Regions from separate parts of the Macaca mulatta genome. Here region 2 is linked to region 1. A link is a contact called in public Hi-C data. All regions are on one chromosome and are shown on one strand. The core of a region is the stretch at or near the end of the contact, and the rest is flanking DNA. Distances in the headings are between cores, read along the strand shown. Region 1 holds the start of SAT2 (spermidine/spermine N1-acetyltransferase family member 2). Region 2 holds the start of TP53 (tumor protein p53).

What was found. A called contact is a pair of places that touch in the nucleus more often than the background predicts.
Region 2: a contact with region 1 is called in a Hi-C map of cortical neurons, with 2.4 times the contacts expected there. The contact joins the promoter of TP53 here to the promoter of SAT2 in region 1. A contact is called at or near these places in 3 of 14 Hi-C or Micro-C datasets (cortical neurons, fibroblasts and liver).

What each region holds. Positions count from the first base shown.
Region 1 is chr16:9,117,986-9,121,019 of T2T-MMU8v2.0, forward strand. SAT2 (spermidine/spermine N1-acetyltransferase family member 2) reads right to left here and starts at 1,620. Exons shown (of 6, transcript NM_001194477.1): 1 at 1,368-1,620; 2 at 1,142-1,193; 3 at 922-1,005; 4 at 722-823; 5 at 532-572; 6 at 11-391. The coding sequence starts at 1,433. The coding sequence ends at 224. All of the region lies in intron 1 of SHBG (sex hormone binding globulin), which reads left to right.
Region 2 is chr16:9,178,173-9,181,206 of T2T-MMU8v2.0, forward strand. It overlaps TP53 (tumor protein p53), which reads right to left and starts at 1,476. Exons shown (of 11, transcript NM_001047151.2): 1 at 1,414-1,476. WRAP53 (WD repeat containing antisense to TP53) reads left to right here and starts at 2,372. Exons shown (of 11, transcript NM_001260926.1): 1 at 2,372-2,588; 2 at 2,675-3,034. The coding sequence starts at 2,676.

The sequences.
Region 1 (3,034 bases), core at 370-2,869:
CAACGCCACATCAGGTCATGCAATTCATATTTATTTTTCACCCTCAACAAGGAAGAAAGGTCTCTCCCTCAATTCTACTCTTCCAGGACTTGAGGATAGGCACCCCCAACCCTCCTTCCTCCAGAGAGGCCTCAGCGTCAGTGTTTGTGGAAATAGTTTCTGAAGAGTGCTTGAGCTGGTGGGGAAGGAGAAACTCAAGAGAGAGATCCCCCTGGGGATGGTGTCACTTTCCTGCCAACTTTCTCATCGCCTCTCCTTCAAAGCGGAAGAAGTGCCAGCCCTCAGCTTCCGTCAGATCTTGGGCTCCTAGGGCCTTGTACAAGTCCATGGCCCTCTGGTTCCAGTCCAGGACAGCCAGGCGGAATTGGGAGCAGCCCTTATCCAAGGCCACCTGTGGGAGAAAACATCACTAACTTTTCTGGGGTCAAAAAAGGAAAAGGTTTTCTCCCTCCCTCATTCAACCCGGGTCCTCCCCCTCCATATACCCTTGCTTCTTTAGGTCCTCACTTGTCACCCCCACCCTCTCCTCACCTCAGCCACCTTTTTGATTATTTTGGAACCAATCCCTTGACCTGTTATGGAGAGAAAGAGGCAAAAAATATCTATTGTTTGAGCTGAAGGGAATCAGAAAAGGACACAGGCTGGGATCTGGGGACTGGGGATGATGGTGGGGTGTGTGGGGTGCTTCGTTCCCACTCCCGCCTCAGCTTCTGCCCAGTACCCCGATATTCCGGCATCACATAGATATCCTCCAGATAAATGGTGCGTCCCTTCCATGTACTGTAGATGAAGTAGTATATTCCATAGCCCACCACGCAGGGCCCTGAGAGAGAGAAAAGAGGAGTACGGCTTCTGGGAGCCTGTGGGGAGACCTCTGAGGCCGGCTGGAGAGGTGGACTTCTAAGGCCCAGCTGCTCTTACCCAGTAGCTCCCCGGACGCTGGAAGAATCTCTGCTACCAAACAGTGATAGAAAGGATTCTCTCCAAAGCCATCTGCTCTCAGGGCTGCCGAGATTGGAGTTGTGACAAAGAGATAGAGAAAGAGGACCTGGGTCTATGCCCAGCCTGGAGCTGTCGCCTGGGGAACCCATCCCTCATTTCCTCCCCAGCCTCCGCCAGAACCTGGGCGCTGAGTCCCCACCTTCTTCACTGATCTTCACCTGATCCGAGAGGTTTTCGAACTCGGCTAGTTCCTAAGGCGTGAGTACGGAGGCTGGATTTGGGCAGAAGGGCCCCGCTGCTCCCCGAGCAGGGTCCCAAGGCGAGCCCCTCCCCCCGCCCCCGCCTCCTGCGCCCCCGCTCTGGCCGCGTCACTCTGACCCCCTGGTTTCCGGCCTTCTCCCCTCTCCCCTCTCTCCTCTCTTCACCCGAATCAGCCTCAGGATATCTCCACAGTCTCCCCCCTTGGCCTCTCGGATCCGCACGGAAGCCATCCGGATCCCCACTGTCTAGGACCAAAGTCTCACAGCCCCGCAAACGGCAACAAGACCCTTTAAAGGGCCTACAAGCTTGGATCCTGAAGAGCCTGGGAGAGCGGGGTGGCGGGAGTGGCCGGGACGGCGGGGTAGCAGCAGCCTGCGAAGTGGGGCTGGGATTCCGGTGCCGTCAGGACGGAGAGAGTGGGCCAGCGAGGAGGTCCTCACTGCGGGGCAAAGCCCCACCCCCTCGAATTCTGTCGCAGCAGGGGGCACAACCGTCAGCCAATCAGCTTGGAGAACAGGCGCAGCCCCGCCCCCCCCAAGTCCCACCCCCGACAGCTGGATCTTGTGACTGGGCCCCTGGGTAGAGGTCAAGGTTGGAGTGTGGCGGCTTCCTTGAGGTTGTGTGGGTGTCCCAACCTCGATCGAGTTACCCTGCGGTTCAAAGGCTCCCCGGCAGTGCTTTTTAAATTGACGTATGTGGTGATAACCTGCTTTAGCCTCAGGCTCACTCACCCCCCCAGACCCTGGGTAAGCCTTAAGACCCTCAGCTCTGAAAGCTGTTTCCTGCAGCTCTTGAGTAGGATGAAGTGTTACCTCTTGAGGACATATGCATTTTTAAAAATGTTTTGTTTATTTATTTATTCGTTCGTTTGTTTGTTTTTGGAGATCGAGTCTTGCTTTGTTTCCCAGGCTGGAGTGTAGTGGCGCGATCTCTGCTCACTGCAGCCTCTACCTCCCGAGTTCAAGCGATTCTCCTGCCTTAGTCTCTGGAGTAGCTGGGACTACAGTCGCGCACCGGCACTCCCGGCTAATTTTTTTTTTTTTTCGAGACGGTCTCACACTGTTGCCCAAGTAACACAGTGGCCTGATCATAGCTCATTATAGCCGTAACTTCCCGGGCTCAAGCGATCCTCTTCCCCTCAGCCTCCTGAGTAGCTAGGACCACAGGTGTGCACCACTATGCCTGGCTAATTTTTTTTTTTTTTTTTTTTTGGTAGATACGGGATCACGCCATGTTGCCCAGGTTGGTCTTAAACTCCTGGCCTCAAGCAATCCTCCCACCTCAGCCTCCCAAAGTGTCAGGATTATAGGCATGAGCCACTGCGCCTGGCCTCCCAGCACCCCTTGCAATGCCAACACGAGGTGGCAACTTGTTCTGTCGGCTGAGGGATGAGCCTGCCTCAGTCTTGGATCTGGTACAGCTCAGTTCAGACATTTGAGGTCTTTGCCTGGGTCCCAAATATGACCCACAAGGTTGTCCCTTGCTCTTCTTTTCCCTATATTCCACAGGGCAGAGCCAAGACTCCAGCCCACTGAGGGTAAAGGTCATCTTGGGCCCACCCATTCCCCAAGGAGTAACTTCTGCTGACCAGAACACTCATGAAGGGTCTTGGAGTGGCTGAGGCTTATCACCTTATCGACCCAACACCACGTCAGGTCATGCAATTCTTATTTTTCACCCTCAAGAAGGAAGAAAGGTCTCTCCCTCAATTCTACTCTTCCAGTACTTGAGGATAGGCACCCCCAACCCTCCTTCCTCCAGGGAAACCTCAGCGTCAGTGTTTGTGGAAATAGTTTCTGAAGAGTGCTTGAGCTGGTGGGGTAGGAGAAAC
Region 2 (3,034 bases), core at 226-2,725, 60 kb after region 1:
AAAGATGACGTATGTACGGCACAAAGTGCCCGGTATGCGGCAGGTGCATGGGGAGAAACTGCGGAATGAAACAACAGCGAGCTAAGAGATGGGTAACCGGCAGAAATGAATTCGAGTTCCGCCTCCTACCGGGAAGAACCGGCTCGGGTCGGAGGGCTGCACGGAGGACCACACGGACGCCTGCGGGCCCGCCCCTTCCGCTTCACGACGTTCGGCCTGCGTCTGGAACTGGAATGGCCTAGCCCAAAGCCAGATAACAGGTAGATTGTTTTTCCGACAGATTATCAAACGATCCATTATTGCACTCTTTCAAAATTTGATTATCAGACGTACCCATTCTTTTTTTTTTTCCTCCGGAAAGATGAGATGTACTCATTCTTGAAAATACCCCCCGGGCTTGCCTTCTGCACACTTCTTTCCCTCCCTGTCTCACGCCATGGTAGCGTCCGCCTAGGTTGCAGGCGACCCGCGGGGTGGGGCACACCATTCAAAGAAGGGGAGGGATTGAGGTTTGCATCAAAACAAATACCCCTGCCTTTGCAAAGGCCATAACCAAGTAATCCAGAAAAAAAAAGTGCGGGCGGAGAATAGCAGCCTCCCTCTGCAAGTAAAAGGAACCGGCCTAAAGGACATTTTTTCTCTCTCTCCTCCCCTCTCATCGGGTGAATAGTGAGCTGCTCCGGCAAAAAGAAACCGGAAATGCTGCTGCCACAAGCAGAAATGTAAATGTGGAGCCAAACAATAACAGGGCTGCCGGCCCTCTCAGATTGAGATGGTCCTCCTCGGCCTGGCGGGCAAACCCCTCGTTTAGCATTTCTCACTTCCACGACTGACAGCCTTCAATTGGATTTTCTCCATCTAGCGGAGCCAAGGGCTGGCTGGAAAGATCGCTGCAGGAAGGACAAAGGTCCGGAAGTTGTGGGACCTTAGCAGCTTGGGCTCCCCGGATCACCTCCAAATGATCATTTCGGAATGGAGCCCGAGGTTTCACTAGAATGCCATGGGCTCCAAAATATACAGCCATGAGTTCTCAATGTTTCGAGATCCAAAAGTCTCAGATCTCAATGCTTTGTGCATCTTCTATTTCAGGGATTCCCTACGCCTAGCAACGGGTAGATGGGCAAAGGAGTACCCTTTAGGCCGGCTCAAGGTTCCCCAAAGCTCCACTTCTCTGCCTAGGCGTTCAACTTTGAGTTCGGATGGTCCTAACATCCCCACCATCTACACCCAGGTCTCCCAACAATGCAACTCCTATGTTGATCCCTCTAGCCAAGCTTCCATCCCACTCACCCCCAAACTCGCTAAGTCCCCACTGCCCCACCCCCAGCCCCAGCGATTCTCCCGAGCTGAAAATACACGGAGCCGATAGCCCGTGACTCAGAGAGGACTCATCAAGTTCAGTCAGGAGCTTACCCAATCCTCAGGGAAGCGTGTCACCGTCTTGGAAAGCACGCTCCCAGCCCGGACGCCAAGTGTTCCCGGAGCCCCGCAGCTACCTGCTGCCTGGATGGTGGCTCTAGACTTTTGAGAAGCTCAAAACTTTTAGCGCCAGTCGAGCACATGGGAGGGGAAAACCCCAATCCCATCAACCCCTGCGAGGCTCCTGGCACAAAGCTGGACAGTCGCCATGACAAGTAAGGGCAAGTAATCCGCCCGCTGGAGGAAGCAAAGGAAATGGAATTGGGGAGGAGGGTGCAGAGAGAGTCAGGATTCTCGCCGAACTGGTGCCGTAGATACTAACATTTTGGGGTGGAAAATTCTACAAGCCAGAGCTGTGAGGGCAGAATTGGTGGAAACCATTTTGGAGGAATCCTGCGCTGTGTCAAATATGAAGGGAAGAAAGCTTTTGCGTTTGCTCTCAGCTGGATCCTTTCTTTTCAACAGCTAAAATGTCATTTTTTAGGAAGGCTTTCCTTAATATCTCACGCTAACGTTTTCTCCCACATACTTTGTATCACACCATCTTGTTTAATCTTCACAATACTTATCACTCTGAAAATATTTGTTAATTGCTTTCAGTACATGGAAACGTAAGCTTTATGAGGATATAGAATTTTTCTACTATCTTATTTATTGTTGTATTCCTCAGTGCCTATATCAGTCCTGGGTAGCAAGTAAGAGCTCGATAATAAATACTTTTTGAATGAAGGAAGAGAGAAAGGTCTGGAGCCTGGAGAACGAGATGAAAAGAGGTGCAAGACCTGCAGCGCCCTCTGCAGGCGGCGGGGGATGGTGCAGGTGCTTTAAGAATTACCGCGGGACTCGGTAGGGGGAGCGCAGGCGCTTCTCCCCAAGATAGAAGAGTTTAGACTACAACTCCCAGCAGCCACGAGAAGCCCTAGGGCTTGATGGGAACGGGAAACCTTATAACCTTTCACGTCCCGGCTCCGCGGGTTCCGTGGGTCGCCCGCGAAATCTGATCCGGGATGCAGCGGCCCAATCGGAAGGTGGGCCCAAATCCCGCGACAGCAAGAGGCTCGTAGCGACCTGCGGTGCTAAGGAACGCAGTGCTTTCAAAATTGGCGTCCGCTGTTCGCCTCTCCTCCCGGGAGTCTTCTACCTCCTCCCAGAAGAGGAGGGAAGCACAGGTGGGTTTCATTAGCTCTGCATCGGATCCCTGAGAACTTCGAAGCCATCCTGGCTGAGGCTAATGTCCGCTGTGCTTCCTCTGCAGTATGAAGACTTTGGAGACTCAACCGTTAGCTCCGGACTGCTGTCCCTCAGACCAGGATCCAGCTCCGGCCCATCCTTCTCCCCACGCTTCCCCGATGGATAAAAATGCGGACCCTGAACTGATGCCACCGCCTCTCGAAAGGGAGGATCCGCCCCGGTTGTCCCCAGATCCTGTGGCTGGCTCAGCTGTGCCCCAGGAGCTAGGGGAGGGGGACCCAGTTTCTCTCTCCACTCCCCTGGAAACAGAGTTTGGTGCTCCTAGTGAGTTGAGTCCTCAAATCGAGGAGCAAGAACTTTCTGAAAATACGAGACTTCCTGCAGAAGAAGCAAACGGGAGCCTTTCTGAAGAAGAAGCGAACAG